Linked DNA regions of Danio rerio: region 2 is linked to region 1. A link is a contact called in public Micro-C data. All regions are on one chromosome and are shown on one strand. The core of a region is the stretch at or near the end of the contact, and the rest is flanking DNA. Distances in the headings are between cores, read along the strand shown.

Region 1 (5,410 bases), core at 4-2,503:
CAGTTCGGATTTGGACGAGTACTCTGATGCACTTTGGAGAACAAAGCGCTGAAGTGCAAACAGGACGCAAAGGACGAGAGAAAGCATCGTTACTGACAGTTTGTTTATGTTGGGCTCTCGTTTGTTATGGTGCGCGCGGGGCAGCGCATGAACATTTGCCCAATGACAAGACAAGAAAAAACTGTCCCACCTCTCGATGCCACTGTCAGCAGCAGGCTACTGTACAAACAGGGCAGAGGGTTTGACTTTAAAGGGAAATATACATTTTCTTTCAGTTAATTAGACGAGTTGGCGAAATCATTCAAATTAGGTCTAAATAATAACAACTACACCTAAATGGCAAAAAAAAAAAAAAAAAAAAAAAAATTAAACTAAGTTTTTTTTTTTTTTTTAAATACGAATAAGATTGTATGCATAATATTGGGGGAAATGGCAAAAGGTTTATTGCCTCGTTATTTAGTAAAATAGCTTAGTCCAATTTGGCAGCTGTATCACAGAATATTATTCGCTTTTTGTCGAAAAGTAATAGTTATCTTATCCAATTGTGCTAATTGCATTGCATCTTACCACACAACTGAATTGTCACGTTGGGGTTCCCAAACTTTCCATGTTTTGACAGAAAAAAAAAGGAAAAAATGTTGACAGAAAAGCCCCGCCCTCCATTAAATAGCTCTTATTTATTAGCTGCTGACATTTATTTAGTGCTAGTAAGTATTGTTTAATTACTACCACTTTTTAAAATAGTCACTAGCCTACTTATAGGATATTCTTATTTACTAGCCTACTATTTTACTGACACTCCTCTTCCGCCATCTGGTGGTCAAATATAAACTGTAATGCAGCAGGGGGGTTTCATGGCCAAATCGTCAATCTTTGTAACTTAATTTGACAAACGCCATACTTTCTCTTTAAGGCATTTAGGCTTACTGTCAAAAACTTGAGCTAGAAATAATCTGTAATTTCATTGATTGTTGTGAGCACTGAATTAGTGAAACACATTTCTGTTTATTTTAAGAGCTATCACAAACTTCATGGTTATCTGCTAGAGTAAAGCTAAATGAGGATTTCACACTCTAACAACTAACTATAATGCTTAAAGAGCACTTTCATTAGCATTGTGGCAGATGTGATTGTTCTGTCCAGTTGCAAACTTTTTTGTGCTTTTACTAAAGGCAAGGCAAGCTTATTTATAGCACATTTCATACACAGTGGAAAATCAAAGTGCTTTACATAAACAAGAATAAAAAGACAAGTATAAGGAAAAAAAATTAAAAACAGATAAAAACAGATTAAAATGTGTTAAAACAGGTAATAAAAGAATGAAAAAGAAAAGGAAGACACAATAGTGCTAATACAGTAAAGGAAAGAAAAATATTATCAGACCATAAACTGTGGTAGGAGAAACTTTTAGTGCACTACAATGTGCCTTTGATTCTTGGCTCAAGAGACATAGGACCACTTAAGACAAAGACAGTGTATTTGGGACCTTTTTTTGTGAAATTTGTGAGCTGAAAAAGAAATAATAATAATAAAGTTAAATAATAATAACATTAAAATAAATAATATATTATTAAGTAATGTTTACAGTTGAAGTCAGAATTATTAGCCCCCCCCCCCCCCCCCCCTTTAAAAAAAAATATATTTCCCAACCAATGTTTAACAAAGCAAGGACATGTTCACAGTATGTCTAATAATATTATTTTCTTCTGGAGAAAGTCTTATTTGTTTTATTTCTGCTAGAATAAAAGTTTTTAATTTTAATAACCATTTTAAGATCAAAATTATTGGCCCCTTTCAGCTATATTTTTTTACATTGTCTGCCGAACAAGCCAACATGATCATCATACAATGATTTGCCTAATTACAATAACCAGTTAACCTAATTAACCTAGTTAAGCCTTTAAGCTTGAAGCAGTAGAAGTGTCTTGAAAAATATCTAGTCAAATATAATTTACTGTCATGATGGCAAAGATAAAATAAATCAGTTATTAGAAATAAGTTATTAAAACTATGTTTAGAAATGTGTTGAAAAATTCTTCTCTCCGTTAAACAGAAATTGGGGAAAAAATAAATGGGGGCTAATATGTTAGGCAAATAATTCTGATTTCAAATATATATTAAAAATAACTCTGAGATATTTGTTTACTTGCATGTCAGTTAAGACAATCATCATCATCAGATAATATCATCAGACAATATCAACATTTGAATGTGTTGTTAAAAATCAGACCAAAGAGGTTAATTTCATGCTCAATAATTATATTATTGCTGTTTTTTCTATTGACTTTTATTACTGATTTGCAATTATATATTTTTTTGTTTGTGTATTATTAAACATAATTATGTCTATATTTATTTTCATATTTTGCTGTGCTTTCCATATAGATTGAGTAGCCTGTACATTCCGCTAAAGGTTAATTTATAATAGTTTTTTTAATACAAGTAGGTATTCAAAAGATTTAGATTTACATAGGCTACATTTTCAAAGGCGAAATAACTGAAGTTTGTATTAGTTTACATTATTCTCAGAATACTGGCTAAAGCATTTTGTAATTTAATTTAGTTAGATTACATGTAACATAATAATCAGGAAACATTTTTTTTAAAGATAGTCATCCTACATGTTTGTTCCAGCACGTGATTTCACTGGTACCTCACTCAGTTGCATCAACTGAAGTGTTTTCACTGTCATGGTTCTAAATACAATCGTATGGTGATCCACTGATATGCACCATTATTATAATTTTAATAGATTTTCCGCCAGTTTTTATTGTATTTTTTTATTTATTTTTATTTTGTTCTGTTTCTGTTTACTCAAGCGTGTACTGAAACAAACCTTACTACTTGCTAAGTAAAGATTGCATCATTTGCTATGCAATTATATTTTAATCAAGTAAATATATGCACCGCCCACGATTTGTCATTGGCTATTAATGCACATGGAGGCGGTTCTGGAGGAAACGATTGGTCAGGATGTGGGTGAATAATTCATGAGCAGGAGAAAAACACTCATGACTCATTTTCTGAACTTATTTAAACAAACACGTAAATGTGCGAAGTGAGGATCAGTCTGATTTCAGTCTAGCCGATTATCTGTTTAGCATGTTGTCCTGATAGCAGTAATATGTAGCGATACTTGTTTATCTCGACGCAGCAGGTTTTAACCTAGCGGTGAGCGGCGTTACAGTCTGAATGTGTTTGTGCTGTATCAGCTTACAATTGTTCCCCCAAAAGTCGCATCGTTTTAAAGTTGTTTAAGCTAAATTTTAATAGCCGCTGCCCGAGAGATGGCATCGTTAACAACGACGGATCCTGTTTTTAATCCTGGGGCCATGGGGCTACCAGAGTCTGTTGTTCCCGCTAGCATGTTCGCTCCAGGTCGGGGATGCGGCGATGATGACGAGTCGGATTGCTTCGATGACGGGGACATGTTCAACGGCGAGACCGTGGATCTCGGCATCGACTTCTCCAGCAAGGTAGGCCTCAAACAGAGTCCGCTTAGTCGCAGTCAATTCGCGAGTTTACTAAAATTGCATCATAATAACATGACAGTACGTTGAAATACTGAGGTGACTGCTTTAATCCTGTTCTCTAATGCGCATAACATTTTGACATTTTCACGATTTTACGTGCTGTCCACGGAGTGCTTGCAGCTGGCAACCTAACCAAAGCTAACCCGGCTATGTTTTTATCATATTTCTTATCGTCTGTAGCTAATTTATCAGTCGAAGTGTTGTATTTAAATGTGACTTTCTGGTTTATTAATCTGTGTGGGGGTTAGCTATAAAGCAAAAGCTGTGTTTGGGTTGAAAATCTGCATTAAAAGCAATGAATGAAAGACGGACGTTATTGGTGATTGAAGAGGTGACAACCTGACAACACAACATCTGATGAAATATCAACGCAACACAGGGATTTCCCTTCAGCAGGAGGTCGACAGAGATAAACAGACCAGAATGAGGAAATGATGTGAGGATTGATAACTTTCATTTACAGTCCTGAAGTTTAAACAATTAGAAACAGATCTAATGATATCACAATAGATAAACTATAAACAATAAAGCTTATATAGTGAATAGCATCTTCTTAATCTCTCTAACAGCTTTTTTAAAGGTTAATCTATATTATTAAAATACAGGCAATAAATGAAAACATTTTGACATAGAGTTGCTTAAGTTCAAATATTAGATATATTTGAATGCTCTTCCCACCTGTTCATTGGCATAAACATTCATTCATTCATTCATTCATTCATTCATTCATTCATTCATTCATTTTCCTTCGTTTTTCTTTATTCATCAAGGCTCCTCAAAGCGGAATGAACTACCTACTTATTCAGCATATGTTTTATACAGCTAATACCCTTACAGCCGCAACTCAGTACTGGGAAACATAAATATTTACTGCTTGCTAAATCACCAAATGTATTATAATTTTGCTATTAAAATGATTGTACTAGACATTATACTGTACTTGTATTATATACTGTGCCTTGTTATTCATTTTTCTTGTCACTTGCCACTTAAATATTAGTAACTATTTAAATAGTTTATATTAGCTTTCTAGTGTTTGACACTAAAGTTTGCTAGTTTATATCTAAATTTCTGGAGACTGAAAAAAAGTTTGATCAGAAGTAATTCAAAAGTGGTTAGATATATTACCTAAAAGCATTAATCATTACTTTAATTATGTGTTACTTTAATCTAATGTGTTTTGTGATCAGTAATATACTACAGGCTGTCTGCAGGGTCTTAAAAGTATTAACAGTTGATAAATCAATGTAGAGAAATTTAATTAAGGCCTATAAAAAGTTTTAAAAAGTCCTAAATGCTATTTTGCAAGGTACTAAATTTTATATCATTTTTGATTATGCAATGTATGGTTGTATGCTAAAGTTTGCCTGAATTAAATTAGTCAATATCAGGATGCTGTGTAGTTTATGAAATCAATAATATCCTGCTAGATTTGACATCATGCTGCTTTGTTTATTGCAGTAATCAAGGCAACCCTGTTATTTCTGCAGTTCTCTAAACGCCCACCTGCTGAATCAACTACATTTAATAGATTTTTATTCAGTATATGAATAATGTTTTAGTTTTGGATTAGTTTTTTCTTACATTAATATTTAAATCTACTGTAAGTAGAAATCTCGCCAGTGTTTCCGGTTGGAACCTAAAGTGATTATAAGGTCTTCAAATATCTTCAAAAGAGTCTTAAAAAAAGGTCTTAATAGGCATTAAATTTCACTCTCTGATTTCTGTACTTTACTAGAAAACTGTTAATAGCTAAGAAATAAGTACTAGTGTTAATTAAAAGTTAGCAGAAACATTCCATGATAAATGTGGCCTCTTTTAATATGAGCTTGAGCTACCAAAATGAGATTAATTAGAATTAAACAAGAACAAGAAAC
Region 2 (5,963 bases), core at 933-3,432, 310 kb after region 1:
CGGATGTCATTTTCAGCAGGCAAACAAACATGCGCGGCAGCTGCAGTCAGCGGTGACAAATTCACTGTTAGTGTTTTCTGCAGATGCTAAACTACAGAAAAAAAGGTGTCAATCAGTTGCTTCTCACATACGACAGTGGCACAGACAGCACATGACCGAAGCGAAATTAAATAGGTGAAATGCAAAGTAAAAAAGTGTGTCAGGTCAAGCACATGCCTAAGTATTTGTTTCTTTTTAATGTGTGCATATCATATATAACTTGTTTTATAAAGCTTCATTACAGTACATTCATAACATAATCTAGGTGTAGGTCTCCGAGGATGGAGCCTGAAACTCTGTACCAGACTTCAGACAATAAACATCTAACAAATGAAACAAACATGACACACAATAAATGTTATCAATAAGGTGTAATGCAAAAAAAAAAAAAAAAAAAAAACATGATTCAGAAACGACTATATAAATGCATAGATGAGCTTCACAAATGGTGAAATAAATGGTTGTGCGTCCCGGTGTACTGTAATTATGCCACTAGATGGCAGTGTTCCTTTTCATTTTAACATGCCAAAGTATACATTTCACATAGGGCAGGCCTTTCACATACAAGATGAACAAGGCGCTTGAAAACTTGACAAAATGTCGTTTTTAAATATTGGACAAGCTTAAATACAGTTTGAGTCAATAGAAAAGTATGATTAAATGGCAAAATAAAAAAATTAATATAAAATACAACACTAATATGGTAGTAAAATGCTAATGACACATTTATTGAAAGGTCACTTAAAATGGGTTTAATAAACTAATTTATTTAACATACAAACAAAATACATTCATATATTTAATATATAAACTTTTTTGGCTTAAAAGTGGTTATTTTAAATAGTTCTTACTACAATAAAGTTAATATAAATTTAGGCTATTTGCAGTGTAAATGTGATGGTCACAAATGAACCAGTAATTTAGGTCAGGAGCTGTGAAAATATACAATAATTTATTATTTATACAACCATTATAGAAATTGTGTGTGAAGCTATGGGACAACTTTTGAGACTACTTTTATAGTTATGTGACTAGATATGTATATATTTTTTATCCGTTAAAATATAACATGCTTTTCCCAAATAAATCCCCTCAATTAAAAAGAAATATATATATATATATATATATATATATATATATATATATATATATATATATATATATATATATATATATATATATATATATATATATATATATATATTTCACAATATTCCATTCTAGGCATGTCTAGTTTAGCACTTCTGGATAAGTGAGCAAAATGCTATAAACTAAAGTATAAGCACACAGAACTGCAGTGAAAATAATAAGCATACACCAATCTGGCAACCCAGTGTTTTCACTTTCACAAAATCGTGACTACGGAAGCCCGTGCGCACGTTTTTCAGTCACAAAAATGCAATTGGAAATGTAGCTCACCGGGGTAATGTAAGGACATCTATAGGGTCAGCACGTGACGTCACGCGTTCGTATGTTTTTTTTTTTTTTAACCCTGTAGAGCAAACACATAGTTGTATGTGACCTGCAGATTTGTGCTTTTCTCACGGTGCGGGCAAACTTACATGGATTGTTCGAGCCATCAGTGAGTATGTAACGTACATATTTTAATAAACAGCCTTTCTAAATCAATAATCGCCCTCAAACTCAATTGGCCTTTTCATTGGTTATTGTTTAACATCGTAATGGATGATACAGGAATTCCTAAACACGCGAGGAATCTTTAAAGCAAGCGCATCCCATTTAGGTAGGCTAATCCTTTCGGGACGCGGTGAAATAACGTGTCTTCGATATAAGCAAACTTTATTTGATGTTCCCGTTAACGCTCCCTCGCGGAGTTCATGGCGTTCTCTGCCTGCTCTATATTGGGGATCTGTCTGGCGAGACGTAGAGGCATGGCCTACTTTTTGCGCACGTATGGAAACGAGGCGGTGGCTCTTTTCGCTGTTGCTGTGCCAGCCTATGCGCAAATACATCTCGACGCTGGATAGGTCTCCTGGCATTGAGGCTGCGCCTGTGATGATCATGCGATTGAGTGACGACGGGGAGTCATGTCTAGTCTATGCATGATCAGTGGCTCTGCGCTCCGTATCCCGCTGGAAAAAGAGTTCGCGCTCGATGGCTCTGCGATCGACTTCGCGCCTATGCCCACAATGAATGGCTGTTTCCAGCGCGAGACAGACGAGGCGAGAGAGTGAAGGAGAGCGAGCGCGTCGGACTCCATTGAAACACTTTGAAACGGCCTCCAGCTAAGGGGTGAGTATCCTGCCTTCGAGCGCCCGCAGCGGGCCTTGAGAGGCGGCGCGTCGCCGCAAGCTGCTGTCCTGGCATTTTGGCCGAAATCCGCTGGCTTTGAGGTGTTTGGGGGGCATTGTTTTGGGGAAGGTGTGCGGTGGGGGATGGGCGCAGACTAATGGTACCAACAAAAAAAAGTTTAACCACTTCACCGACCTCACTGACATGGCTGAACGCGCGTGCTGGCAGATGTTCCGGAGTTCGATCTGGCTAATTTAAAACGCCGATTTCCGGGATCTTTCTCATCTGCTTGCCAAAAGGCTGATATTTGGCCGTTGCATCTGGAGGTACCACTTTGAGCGTGATTGATGTTGTTGTGGCGACGAGTACTTCAGTCATTTTCTTATTGGCGGAGTCGAGCTGACCCCCCCTACTGTCAGCGCTGGTTCAGTCTGGCTCGCCCCCAGTTCGTGCATTTGTCCCGGGATGACCTGTTGATGTCTGTGAAATAAGATAAGGTGGGGTATCCGAACTAGCGCGAAATCGCTATGGAACATTAACTTTGAAATCCCGTGGACTGAAAAGTATGCGCTCGGCTGCCAGTAACGGACTGCACGTTGAGTCGTAGGAGATTCTTGAGTGTTGCCGTTGTAATTGAGTGGCGTGGAGAACGGGGCGAACCCTTATTTCGGCGGTGCCGCGCTCGAGACGGACCCGTCTAGGCCCGAGGATGTAGGCACGCTCGCTCCGCATTGGTAAAGACGGGACAAGAGCAGCAAACTTGCGATCCTCGTTGCGTCGCGGCGTTTGTGCTCGCTGCTCGCATGTAGGTGCTGCATTTCTGACAGAGTGGCTCATAGTGGGCGCTTTTGCCATCGCTCTTCAACGGCCCGTGCCAGCGGAGAACTCCGGACGGACGGGCAGATTGACTGACACACGGTTAGCCTGCCGCCGACAGAGCCTCATAACACAGCTCTACTGGCAGGTCTGGCGGCCAAAGGTTTGCTCTTAATGTTTCTCCTACGTTTCCCTCTACTGTTCTGCATTGTTTGATTAGAGTTAGTTTATGCACCGTCGTATGTTCAATGGCTGCCTCTGTACTACCATCACACGGGATTGGCATCACAGTATTAGACAGCATTTTATAGCTGAGTTGTTCCTTTTGTATGTATGAGTAAACTTTTCAAGAGGCCCCAGTCATATTATATTTCAGAATTTTAACCGTTTATGTGATATATTTGAAATCATAATATAAAAGTGTGTAACATTTTATAAGCTAATTCATCAAAACTGTTTTATTTAGTGCAGCATACTTTTGTCCCGGTGATTTAAATATATGTGAGATGACTATCTTTATATTTTATTATTACTGTCTTGAACTGTTTTGTTATGTTTCCTATAAAAAGCAGCCCTAAATATAAAGTATCGCTGAGTTTTTCCCTATTTAAAGAAAGGTAATAGTAGGGCTGGGTGATATGGCAAAGATGCAATCTTGATTAATATTTTGCATAATAATGATATATATATTGTTAATGCTTTCAGATTTAAGAGAGTACCCTAACAATGACTGTAGCCACAAAATTAGAGAGCTCATTAAATGGCATAACACATTTTTGGCTGCTAAATTTTCGGTGGCTGAAAATTCAGTACATCTCTATAGGCATGGGATGATAACCGGTTTCAAGGTATACCGTGGCTTGGAAATGTCAAGGTTTTAAAACCGCCAAGGTTTTCTTAAGGTATATTTTTTTTCTAGCATGTTTTTCACAACTATTTTATTTAGGTTTTTAGGGCAACAGTACATCCAGCAGAAAAGGAATATCCACATCAAAAGCTACTGGTCCAAAATACTTTACATATTTCTTAATATAAAATATATAGTGTTTAATTGGGAAAAAGTTGCTGTTTTTTGCCCAAACATTTAAAAATAACTTAAGGCCCGTGCACACCGAGACGTTTTTTGCTTGCGTTTTCCGTCGACGTTTAACACCTCGTGACTAAACAAAGGGCGTCCATGTGATCGTGCACACCAATGCGCAAAACGCCAGGTGCAAAATCATCATTTTAAAAAAAAAGCCTCATGCTCGTTTTTTTGTTTTGACGTGCTGCGTCAAAACCTTCTCCACCAATCAGATCGGCACTTTTGTTCATGTGCACAGAGCTGCTGAAGTTACAGTAAACAGCACTTGGAGGCGCTCAAGTGCAAAATGTCAATGCGAGCGCACATTGAAGAAGATGCCCAGAGGCGATTTGAACGTTTCTTTGCTTATTCCTCTTGTGAACAATAATCATTTCTTCATTGCTAGAGTTGCTGCTTGAACCATCCATGCTTATTCGAGTCACCCGTAACTTTAACAGCAAGCGTGTGAACTTCCTCTCCTCCTCTTCTTCTGTTTTATAAGCGGGTGTCGGAAGCTTAAAGTTGTGTAATGCCATTTAACGTCAAGAGTGATCTTGCATCCTTTTTTGCTTGACGCCAGTGAAAATCGATTGGGTCTGAATACGGAGAAACGTCTCGTAAAACGCTGACAATAAACAAACGAAAAGCGTGCCATAGGTTGGAGCTTTTATTTTGGAGCAGTAATATCGATACTGTGATACCATGCAACCGTATTATTTTTATCCAAGGTTATTATATCGTCAGAATCTTATACCGGCGCATGCCTACATCTCTAATATCAGCACTTTTAGATTCCCATTGTGGCACATTTCTGCTCTGTGATTGACTCTTAGATCAATATAGAGTAAAAAAGTCCAGAGCTTATCATTGTTGTTGACAAATTTTATTGTGATCCAATATAATATCGTTTATCGGCCCAGCCCTAAGGTAATAGTAACTAAAATGCCAATTACTTTATTAAATGATGGCCACAGTCTGGTAATTTGATTTTCAATATTTGAAATTCAAGTCGACTTGGCTGTTTTTTTATATTGACTGCCTAAAACTGGGTTTCAACTAGTTAAAGTAAGGATTTTGTCATTGAGATTAATTTCATAAAACGGATGATCATTAAGCAAACTATTTTTTTTTATTAGTTTACTTTTTCTGTGTTTTAGTTTATATATGATTGATGCTTTCAAGCTTCATTGGTTACAGTATGATGCCTTTTTGAAAGTCTCATATGTGCAGTTTGGGTTGTGAGTAAACTCTTTAAAAGGTTAGTGTTTCCCTCCTCACGCATTGTGATCGCTCTACCTAAGGTGTCCCTCTCCTCCCCCACCCCGAGGGAAAGCTTCTTAAATAAACCCTGGGCCTCTCAGTGTGTATGTGTGCCACTGCTCTCTGGCCAACTGTAAACAAGCCGTTTTGTCTGATGTCTATGGTTTGTGTGTGTGTGTGCATGCAAGGGAGGGGGGAGCGAGCCTGAAGTCAGACAAAGAGGGTACTTCTTTTACCATGAACGTCCTGTTAGTTCTGTGTGATCAGATCAGATTCAGTGATTTTTAATGTGATGGCTTGTGTGGGAAACATGTGCCCAGATGTTCTGCCTAACACTGTCTGATATTGATGTGTGAAGTATATCACATCTGAGTGTTATTCTGACGTGTTGGACATCATTTGAGGGCTGTTTTTTACTTCTCCAAATGTTTTATGAATAATAAGCTGTCGTTTTTTATGGGGATTGCTAAATGTTAATGCATGATTTCCCAAAATGTTCTTCTCATTTTGCTGACTCATTAAATTATCCTCC

Evidence for each region. Hi-C and Micro-C count contacts between places; a contact is called where the count stands out from the background.
Region 2: a Micro-C map of caudal fin shows a contact between it and region 1, with 6 times the contacts expected there. The contact joins the promoter of nacc1a here to the promoter of si:dkey-283b1.7 in region 1. A contact is called at or near these places in 2 of 18 Hi-C or Micro-C datasets (caudal fin and an unstated tissue) and 1 of 4 datasets of contacts at active chromatin or transcription factors (embryo).

What each region holds. Positions count from the first base shown.
Region 1 is chr3:32,245,796-32,251,205 of GRCz12tu, forward strand. It overlaps si:dkey-283b1.7, which reads right to left and starts at 1,254. Exons shown (of 3, transcript XM_685794.9): 1 at 1-1,254. The coding sequence starts at 87. It overlaps gtpbp1 (GTP binding protein 1), which reads left to right and starts at 3,253. Exons shown (of 12, transcript NM_213475.1): 1 at 3,253-3,476. The coding sequence starts at 3,288.
Region 2 is chr3:32,558,795-32,564,757 of GRCz12tu, forward strand. nacc1a (nucleus accumbens associated 1, BEN and BTB (POZ) domain containing a) reads left to right here and starts at 2,183. Exons shown (of 6, transcript NM_001423471.1): 1 at 2,183-3,271.